2 separate regions of the Mus musculus genome follow, and region 1 is linked to region 2. Evidence: chromatin contacts called from public Hi-C data. All regions are on one chromosome and are shown on one strand. Each heading gives the region's core, a stretch centred on a gene start, on an enhancer-like site or on the middle of the called end of the contact. The rest is flanking DNA. Distances are from core to core; before and after follow the strand shown. Region 1 overlaps Il18rap (interleukin 18 receptor accessory protein). Region 2 holds the start of Il18r1 (interleukin 18 receptor 1).

What was found. A called contact is a pair of places that touch in the nucleus more often than the background predicts.
Region 1: a contact with region 2 is called in a Hi-C map of Th1 cells, with 4 times the contacts expected there. The contact joins the enhancer-like site here to the promoter of Il18r1 in region 2. A contact is called at or near these places in 4 of 39 promoter capture datasets (the HPC-7 cell line, HPC-7-derived erythroid cells, macrophages and 2 more), 2 of 15 datasets of contacts at CTCF or cohesin (CD8 T cells and the NIH/3T3 cell line), 24 of 484 Hi-C or Micro-C datasets (B cells, CD4 T cells, CD8 T cells and 17 more), 7 of 115 datasets of contacts at active chromatin or transcription factors (CD8 T cells, the HPC-7 cell line, Th17 cells and 4 more) and 4 of 9 other capture datasets (adipose tissue, liver, macrophages and 1 more).

What each region holds. Positions count from the first base shown.
Region 1 is chr1:40,539,793-40,544,670 of GRCm38.p6, forward strand. Il18rap (interleukin 18 receptor accessory protein) reads left to right here. Exons shown (of 13, transcript NM_010553.4): 10 at 2,095-2,246; 11 at 3,198-3,335. Among named protein-coding and RNA genes, the nearest start is that of Il18rap, 27 kb to the left of the region's middle. Within about 2 kb of position 2,544, at least 22 of the 459 cell types and tissues checked have an H3K27ac peak or open chromatin away from gene starts, as enhancers often do. A contact at or near this core is called in Th1 cells, Th17 cells and memory CD8 T cells, where this site is marked.
Region 2 is chr1:40,462,402-40,467,294 of GRCm38.p6, forward strand. Il18r1 (interleukin 18 receptor 1) reads left to right here and starts at 3,605. Exons shown (of 11, transcript NM_008365.2): 1 at 3,605-3,956. Il1rl1 (interleukin 1 receptor-like 1) reads left to right here. Exons shown (of 11, transcript NM_001025602.3): 11 at 1-3,014.

The DNA of each region.
Region 1 (4,878 bases), core at 1,294-3,793, 76 kb after region 2:
TGTATTTAATTTAATTTAATTTAATTTTTTGAGACAGGATCTCATGTATTTCAAACTCTCTATGTGGGAGAAGTTTTAATTTCTCAAATGCTGAAATTAGAGGCATGTACCACAATATCCTCTGTATGTTTGGGTTTGAACCAAGAGCATCATGCATTCTAGGCCAGCACTCTACCAACTGAACAATATCCCAAGCTTTCATATTTTGTCTTGGTAAAAGGGACATCCACTGTGCTGAGCACATACTCTATTACTAGGCCAAATCCTCAGCCCACAAAAGGGTTTTTTTTTTTTTTCTAAAAGCAAACTAAAGAGGGTGGTTCCTGCCCCACCAAATCTTCAACTCTGCTTTTATTCGGTGCTAAGGAAATGGCACCATAGCATAGATTCTGGCAAAAGAGAATAGGTGACATGGCTCTACCCTGGAATAGAGCCTTAGAGGAGAGATGTCTGTCTTGGAATACTAGCAGGCTGAAACATTTTATGATAACTAGACTTCATTTGTTATCTGTGACTAACAGACTCCCCAGAGTTTATAGGAGAGAGAACTTGACCAGTTGAAAGGAAAACTGTAGACCTTCAGAGCCAAGCCCTCCAATGTCTAGAAAAGTAAGTCTCTATCCTAGAGCAAAGGATCTGGGACCCATCATGGCCAGTCAGACATGTCAATTGGAGATGTGTCCTACCAATTTTCTGTATTAGAAACCCCTCCAGATAAGAATCCACAGCATGTTCTCTCTAGTTTTTCAAGGATTTCACTGGACTAATGTAATATTTTGAAAAGTATAGATAAACAGTAAAGGAAAGATTTTACTGAGGGAAACGCCATTCAGCAAGAGGTTCTAACATCAAGGAACACATTGGATTTCAAACGGATGCTGCATGAGACTCTACGTAGGAGAAGTGAGGCAGAGCCCAGATTCTCAAGCCACCCCACCTGTGGATTTTAGTCTGCTTTCCAGGAGTGGCGAGGTGACTCTGGCCTTCTGTGAGGGAGGCCCCATCTCCTAGGTATATGACAGAAAACCTCATTTCTCAAGGTCACCATAAGGGACAGATGAGGTAGAAGCCACATGTACCTCAGAATGTGTGGCAAGCAGAAAACTTCTGTGGACTGATTGTAGGCTCACAGCGGCATGACCCATCTGAACATGGTCCCTTAATGTGACCACTGAATGATGCAGACATAGAAAATGGGAACTAAGTAAATGCAGAAAGTCAGTTTTCTGGGTGGGTCAGAGATCTGGGTGCCAGGCTGGAGGTGGGACATACTAAAGTCACACAGTAATGATGATGTCACTACTGTGGCCAGCACCACTCTTCCTCCACTGAACTTTGCCCCTGACACTACCAAGTCAGGATGTTCATATCCTGACTCCTTAGAGTTTGTGTTGTGAGGAAGGAAGAGATTAAAGAGTCCATAGTCAGTGCTCAGCCAAGTACCTGGTAGCAAGCCTCAAGAGGAATTAGGTGTGGTGTGGTATGATGTGTGTGTGTGTGTGTGTGTGTGTGTGTGTGTGTGTGTGTAGGTGTGTAGGTGTGTAGGTGTATGTAGACATATGTGTACTTGCATTTGGAGGCTAGGGGTAAATCTCATCTTTCATTCCTCAAAGTTCACTAATCTTGTTTGGGGTTGGGGGTGGGGGGCAGAATTTCTTCCTGACTGAACTAGGCTGTCTGGCCACTGAGCCATACGGATCCACTTCTGTCTGCTTTCCCAATGCTGGCATTACACGTACACGCTACCACACCTGGCTTTTTACATGTGCTCCGGGGATTAAATTTAGGGCTTCATGCTTGGGAAGGAAACAGTCTACAGAGGGAGACTGTTCATAAATTATCAATATTCTTCATTCCCAAAGGGGGACTCTTACAGTGAAGTCCAGAGGAGGGCCACACGTAACTTGTGCTTTAGTGCAAAGCCTTAGCAGATTCCATCCATTGATGAAGAACAAGCCTCCTCTGTCTGTCTCTGATCTTTTACAGTCTTCTTACGAGAAATTCCTACTGGCTCTTCGTCAGCTTTCTGAGCACAGCTTCACGAATGGCAGTTGATCTTCCTGAGTGGGTGTGAATTTCCCCCTCCTTTTCTAGAATTCAATCCACTTTCAAGAATGAAGTCATTGAACGTACCATCTTCTTGAGAGAAGTTACCCAGAGAGATCTCAGCAGAAAGTTTGTTTGCTTTGCCCAGAACTCCATTGGGAACACAACACGGACCATACGGCTGAGGAAGAAGGAAGAGGGTAAGCCTAGAAGTTTGTTCCCAGAGATTGACAACTGTTCTTCTTGAAAGGGGAAGGGGCATTTTCCCAAAAAGAGCATCAGTGTTAGCTGTGAAAGCTTTCCAGACACTAAAGCACTTTGCCGTGGTAGTTCCTTTAAGGCCTTGACTATGACCATACAACTGACTTTGACCTGAGCTTTGTAACAACTAATTTGTGTGCAGAAGAACCCATTACTCAACTCACCCAGACTTTCTGTTCATGCTGTTGCCCATTCATATAGCCTTCCCACTTACTCATTCCCTAAAGCACTCAATTAACCTACTTATCCCTCTTGTACCTACAAGAATCCCCAGCCCCACCTACCCCCACCCACTGGGACAGCCCAGTGTGCAGACATCACTTTCTTTGCCATTTGCCCCTGCTGGCTTCCAGAGACCATGACAAGAACTCTGAGAAATGCCCATGAGGAACAGTTCCATCCTTAGCAAGATGTCCAGGGATGAGGTTGGGCCAATCATGGACTTGCTCAGTCGATGACTGGAACACAGTCCAGCAGAGTAAATGTCCTCTGGCCATAGTGTGACACTGTAAGTGTGCCATGACGGTAGCTTTCCTATGCAGATCCCTTATTTATAAGTTGAGTCATGGAGGGTGCAAGGTGCTGATGTGACTCCTAGTCTAGGAATGTTTAGACTTCCATGGGGATGAGCACCCGCAAATGTAATTTACAACAGGCAACAGGAAAGGTACAGATGAGCTCTATAGACATTTGTAGGAACAAAAATAGGTAAAATGACTCAGCATCGTAGGTCAGCTCATCAGGAATTTCCCATCAACCTGGCTCTCTAGAGTTAATTGTGGAAAATTCCATCCAGACTTGAGATGACAGAGATAGCAGCATGGCTTTCTATTACATAATAGGCTGTGTTGGTCTAGATGTGTTTGCTCAGATCTCTGTGTTTCCCTTAGTGGTGTTTGTATACATCCTTCTCGGCACGGCCTTGATGCTGGTGGGCGTTCTGGTGGCAGCTGCTTTCCTCTACTGGTACTGGATTGAAGTTGTCCTGCTCTGTCGAACCTACAAGAACAAAGATGAGACTCTGGGGGGTAAGAACACCCAGTGTGCCACTCCCTGTCTAAATGACAAGACACTGTTACTTAGTTATTCCCTATCTATTGGCTCTCTTTTCTTAGAACTGTCTTAGTTGTGATTTCACATGCCTCCTGCCAGCCAGAGCCCATGAGAAAAGTCAGAGGTAGCTAATGCCTGATAGGTAGTGTTTTATCTCGAAGGATTAGGTCCTTCCTCTTCTTCTTTTCCTCCTCCTCCTCTTCCTCTTTTTCTTCCTCTTCTTTTCCCCCTCTTCTTTTTCTTTTAATTTTTCTTCCTCCTCTTATCCTCCTTCTTCCTCCCCCTCCTTCTCTTCACCTTTCTCTTCTTCTTTTTCTTCTTTCTATTCTTCTTCTTCCTCTTCTAATTCTTCTTCCTCCTCCTCCTAGTCTTTCCTCCCCCTTTTCTTACTCTTCTTCTTTTTTCTTCTAATTTTCCTGCTCCTCTTCTTGTTCATCTTCTCCTCCTTCCTCTTCCTCCTCCTCCTCCTCTTCTTCTTCCTCCTCCTCCTTCCTCTCCTCCTTTTGCTCTGGCTTTACACCAGGAAAGACTGAAGAAACAATTCTAGCTCATTCTAGTTACCAGGAACCTTGTAGAAGATACTTTTGTGGGATTTATGGGACTTAGAAATATTCTCTTTGCTAACCAATCTGGGGTGATTCAGCAAGTGGCAGCTTTATATACCGCTCTCCTCATTCATAAAACAGGACTGTCGCAGCAGCAGGCAGAGGACAGTATGTGAGCTCACTGAGGCTAGACCTGGTTTGCCTTTAGACTGGTACCTAAGTATATAGAAACTCAGTATGGTCTGCGATGAATGTCACTTGAGGATGGGTCATATGCCCAGTCAGAGTATTGACTATTGCCATCTTCACAGTCCCCTTAGACAGAGAAAGATGAAGCCATAATCTTCGTATGAGACCACCCAAAGAGGCTGTGTCTTAACTTTGAATCTTTAAGTCTGGTTTTAGGAAACCCATCACCTGGGTTATTACCACATGAAAACAAGGCATGCCAGGTCAGGGATTTGTCCCAAACAAGTGTAAGTTGCACAAATTACAAGTCCTATTATTACCAATGACACTTCTGTTAATTCACCCACAAGACATGGTTGCAATACCCATCATGTTGTATGGGCTAGAATGCTGCTTTAAGCTTTGCTGGCTTCAGCAAGTCTCAGGTCAGTGTATTTGCAGTGTCAGTGACTGACTTTACTGCTTGGAGCAGAAGGTCTGCCTGCCGTGTAAGCACCTTCACTGGGAGGGTCCTCTGAGGCCAGTGGCTTTTGCAGGCTGAAATTACGGCACCAAGAAAAGAAAGTAAGAAGTGTTTCAGGTCTGAGTTCAGTTCCCCGCCCCCACAAACACACACAAACACACACACACACACACACACACACACACACACACACACACACACACACACACACCTGAACCAAGCTAAGAAAACTAGAGAAATACATGCATTTCATCTTATTTTAGATCGATTATTGATAACATCCTTTGAGTTCCATATAAGCCAACAGTGTTTTCAGAATTT
Region 2 (4,893 bases), core at 2,355-4,854:
TTTAAAAGCTTTTTAAAATTGATTATCTTATTTATCTACCTTTCAAAGGTTATCCCCCTTCCCGGTGCCCCCTCTACAAATCCCCATCCTGCTTCCCTCCTCCCTGCTTCTATGAGGGTGCCCCCCCACCTGCCCATCCACTCCAGCCTTACAGGCCTTGTGTTCCCCTATGCTGGGGCATCGAGCCTCCATAAGACCTCCCCTCTCATTCATCAATTATCTACATTCTGAATATCAAGCCGACACTTTTGTTTTTGTTTTTGATTTTTTGAGACAGGGTTTCTCTGTGTAGCCCTGGCTGTCTTGAAACTCACATTGTAGACCAGGCTGGCCTCGAACTCAGAAATCAGCCTGCCTCTGCCTCCCCGAGTGCTGGGATTAAAGGCGTGCGCCACCACGCCGGGCTAAGCCTACACTTTCAGAATAAAGTTCTGATTCACCTCAAAGAGCAGTCTCATTCCCAGAGGCAGAGAGCCGGAAAGAGCCTCCAATGTGCTTGTCCAGGCAGAGCTGACCTTATTTGCTTACCAGTCACAGGTAAACAAAGCGTTTCTCCGTGTTGCCTCTTGTAGACATCCCTGTAATAGATTAGGAAGGGAATGAGCCGTCCTACTGACCAGTTTGTGAATTGTGGTAGAAAAAGCGTTGACGTTTGTTAAATACTTGTTAGCAATGTAAACCTCATTCCTAACACACCAGAATTTCTTACTTTTTATTCGTCAATTACCGAGTTTTGTCAAGTCAGTATTAACAGATTTGGTCGAATACCTTACCCAAATTGCCATTACAGTCGAGCATGTTTTCAGTTCTAAATGCCTTTTATATATTTTTTATTCTTCTTAGAAATACTTCCTCACTTTAAAAGTAATGTAAAGATGTGTTAGAAAACATAAGGTGTAAGAGAAAGTATGATAAAATATAAAAAATAATAGAAAGGAAAGGAAATATAATGAAAATCATAACTCTTAAGATTAATTTTGGTAGGTCTGTATTTTAAAATATAATTAAATTTTATACCGATAACTTTTATAGCTGAGATTGTACACTACAGACTAGGCAGCTTTTCCTATTTACCACCATAATGAAAACTGGTGGCTGATTTCTTTAACATTCACAGAAGTTCCAAATGTCTCATTTTAGACTGTGCTGCAGACTATGGCTGAAGCAGCCAGAATGAGAAACAGGTCTGCCATGTCACATCGGGACATTTTCCTACTTACTGAAATGTATCTGTCACTGTGCGACAGCTAACTTTTGTGATACTCCTATGAAATGTGTAGGGAATTTGGACAGAACAGAATCAATCTATAGTCAGAGGTCCTCTGGACAGTCTTTTCCAGGAGCACACACAGACCGTGAGGTCCTAGGCACCCAGGAAACGGATCCAGAGCCCAGGCAAGTGTCTTACAGGTACCTTGAATTTTGCCAATAGATATGAGCCCTGCCTTAGCTGAGTTGCTCAGTCGGTGATGGGACTCCAGGCTGAGGTGACAATGAACACAGAATTTGGGAGACTCTTGAAAGGAGGGGAATGTTGAACTCACGGTCAACATATGAGGCTGCAGAGAAGCCGTATGCAGAAGTGTGTGTAGAGGATCTAGAGTAGCCCGTTTCTCTGGGGACAGTGTGCTCTTAGTCTGTACCCTTAGGCTGGGTTGCCAGGTAAACATTTGCTAGTGTTCAGTTCAAAGGCTGAAGCTTGAGCTGAGGGTGATGAGGAATTCAAACTTCCCCTCGCATGCATCCACCCTGTGGTTGCCTGGTTTGCTAAGTCCACCTGCTCTGCTGTAGTAGAAGGTTTTGATCTTCTGCAGCTTCATCTACTTCTTAGTGAGTTGCCAAAACTGACCACTGAAAAGCATGCTGTGTACATAACTGTCTCATGTCCCAGAACGTGCAATCAGGAGGAAGTCCTCACTCCCGATAACGGAATCCTTGCTCTGTGGCTGTGAGGACGTCCCTTAGCAACCTCAGATAGTAATTTTTCTTAGGTTGGATGGAACATAGTAACGTGCTGGATTCTTTGCTAACTGAAAATAGAAGTATTCGGATTTCAGAAAGAACTGGATAAATATTAATGTTGGTGATTATGAAATCTCATTGTGAGCCGTGTGAGTTTGAGTGTGTATTCCATGATTGTGCTGAATGAAGACCTCTAAAAATGAAATTCTCTCCAATCTCATCCCTGGGAATAGTTGCTTCCTCATGCCTGCTGCTCCATCCATGGAAAATGACTAAAGAGAATTATTATTTGTTCCCGAGATTCTTCTGATAAGTCTAAACTATTTGCATGTAATTGAGCTGGGCAGCATGGCACACTTGGGAGGCAGAGGCAGGTGGATCTCTGTGAGTTTGAGGCCAGCCTGCTCTACAGAGTTAGTTCCAGGACACCAGAGCTACAAAAAGAAAACCTGTCCTAACAACAACAGCAACAGCTGCAGCAGCAACAACAACAACAAAGAAAAAGAAGAGGAGGAGGAGGAAAGGAAAGAAGGAAGAAGGAAGAAGAAAGGGAAGAAATAATAGATTTTTCTGTAATGAACACACATATGCTTTGATGCTTTTGCTAAACTCAAAATATTAGTTTTATTTTACTGTTTTGAAAGGTTCAAAGCATGATCCATGTAAAAATGTCTTCTGTGGGGCTTTCTCCCATTTCTACTTTTGTTCCCCTCATTTCTTCAAAGTGCTTGTCCAGGCAGAGCTGACCTTATTTGCTTACCAGTTACAGGTAAACAAAGCGTTTCCTCGTGTTGCCTCTTGTAGCCATCTCTGTATTAGATTAGGAAGGGAAGGAGCCGTCCTACTGTCCAGTTTGTGAGTTCTGGTAGAAAGAGTGTTGAAGTTTGTTAAATGCTTGTTTTCCATGTATCAAAATGTTATGCCTTTCCTATTTATTATTGTATGACAAATTATTTTTCACTGGGCAAAAATAATTGTGCCATTGACTCCTTGTGTGTTTTCTTCATGTGTGTTTGAAGAGTTCTAGCTTATTAAAAAAAAAAATCTAGAAATACTGTTTGGCCTTCGTTTCTTTTGAACAGTTTAAAATCTCACTATAACTTCCCAATTGTGGCTTTCCACCCATCCAGGAGGCTGGGCATCCTGCGCTGGCTGGCACTATGTTGGCTCTGCGAGCCTGGCAGTCTCAAGGACTCTCCTCCCGCAGTGCAGGAGTCCTGGGTTCTCAGCGCCCTCTGCCTGAAGGGTGTGGCGCGCACAGGGCACACAGGTGGTTCTTGTGGTTGAGTAGACAGGCTGCAGGTTCCGGGAAGCCAAAGGCGGTGGCTGTGCCTCCCTGGAGGTCTGGCGGAGGAGTCAGCTGAGATCCAGGCAGGAGAACTCCAGGGGCTCTATCGCCTCAGCGGTGGGGTGTCGGGGTTAGTTCTGGGAACTGTGGAGCTCTTAGGTGAGCAGGGACATGCAGAGAAACCCTGCCAGGAGTACAGGTCTTCCCAGAACTGAAAGCTTGAGCGCTCCTGGGTGGAGCAGCCTGTAGCGCCCTAGGCTTCAGTCCCCCAGCTCTTAGGAGCTCCTCCCATCCCAGGCGGTGCCCACCTGAAACCTTAGCTTTTCCTTTCTTCTTCTTATTCTGATCTTCCTCTCCCAGCCCTCCACCTCCCTACCCCCGGTCGTTGGCTTCTTCTTCTTCTTCTTCTTTTTTTTTTTTCCTGCGATAATTCTCTGGTTTGCCAAATCTCTCTAATCAAGCTCCTGGCCTTGCCTCACTGTGCCTTCCCTCCCTGTCTGTTGTCACAGTTGTGGACCAGGAGGTATTTAGTCTCACTTGCTGGGCGAATCCTGCTTCACAGATGTAAGTGAAGGAGAAGCCACTGCCCAGGCCTGTGTGTGGGCCACCTCTCTGAAGGTAAGGGCAGACTCTGATGTCCAGTCCTCACTGTCTTCTGCTGTCTGGAGCAAGGAGAGGAACCACCCACAACGATCCTGAAAACAAGGTCAATTGTGAGTGGTGTGTATGTGTGTGTGTGTGTGTGTGTGTGTGTGTGTGTGTGTGTATAACTAGTGAGTACAAATGTATATGTTCTTTGTAGAGAGGTATGAACAGCTAAAACACAGCAACAGTTGATTTGTTCAGCTCTTACCCTCTGCTGACAATACACACAGGTGTGCTGTATTTTAGTTGCTTAATCCTCTTAGGAGACAAATGAAACAGGCAATATCAGGTTTAATAAATGGTGTGAGGGGAGAAATATTCAGAAATTTATCTAAGAACATCTTCAGTTATCGCATCAGTGAATGACCCATTTATGCAGATTTGGGGAATAGTTCACTCTCCCTCATGAGTACATGCATGTACATATGTGTGCACTGATGCATGCACAAGCGCCCACACACATGCATGTACACTCACACTCTTGTGCACACACTCGTGAGTCACACACACAAACACACACACACACACACACACACACACACACACACACACACACACACTGCAGTCACAAGAATATCTGCCTTAGGCACACATTATGGAAAAGCAGAGAGCCTTCTCCTGGGTACCTCACCAGGAAGTGGAGGTTGGTCCAGGAGCCCTGGAAGTGCTGTGTGTTAGGGTTGGCCTGAACTGGCAAGCTTCCTGACAATGCCAAACATCGTGTCATATTGCAAGGACGATAGGGTCCCAGAGGAGGGGGAGGGGGGGAAAGGGAACATGGTCTTCATGTCCGGATCCATGTTTGTGAAGGCACATTTTGGAAAATGGAGATAATAGCAGCAGGCATTTTTACGCTAAGTGTCGTGAGGTAGCAATGACTCTCCTTTCCTTACAGATGGAAAGTCAAATGTGCACACCTTTTTTTTTTTCTTAAAGCAGAAGTGCAAGGGTGTATTCAAGATCATTTTTGTTGGTTGTACCAGACTGATTCGCCTTTC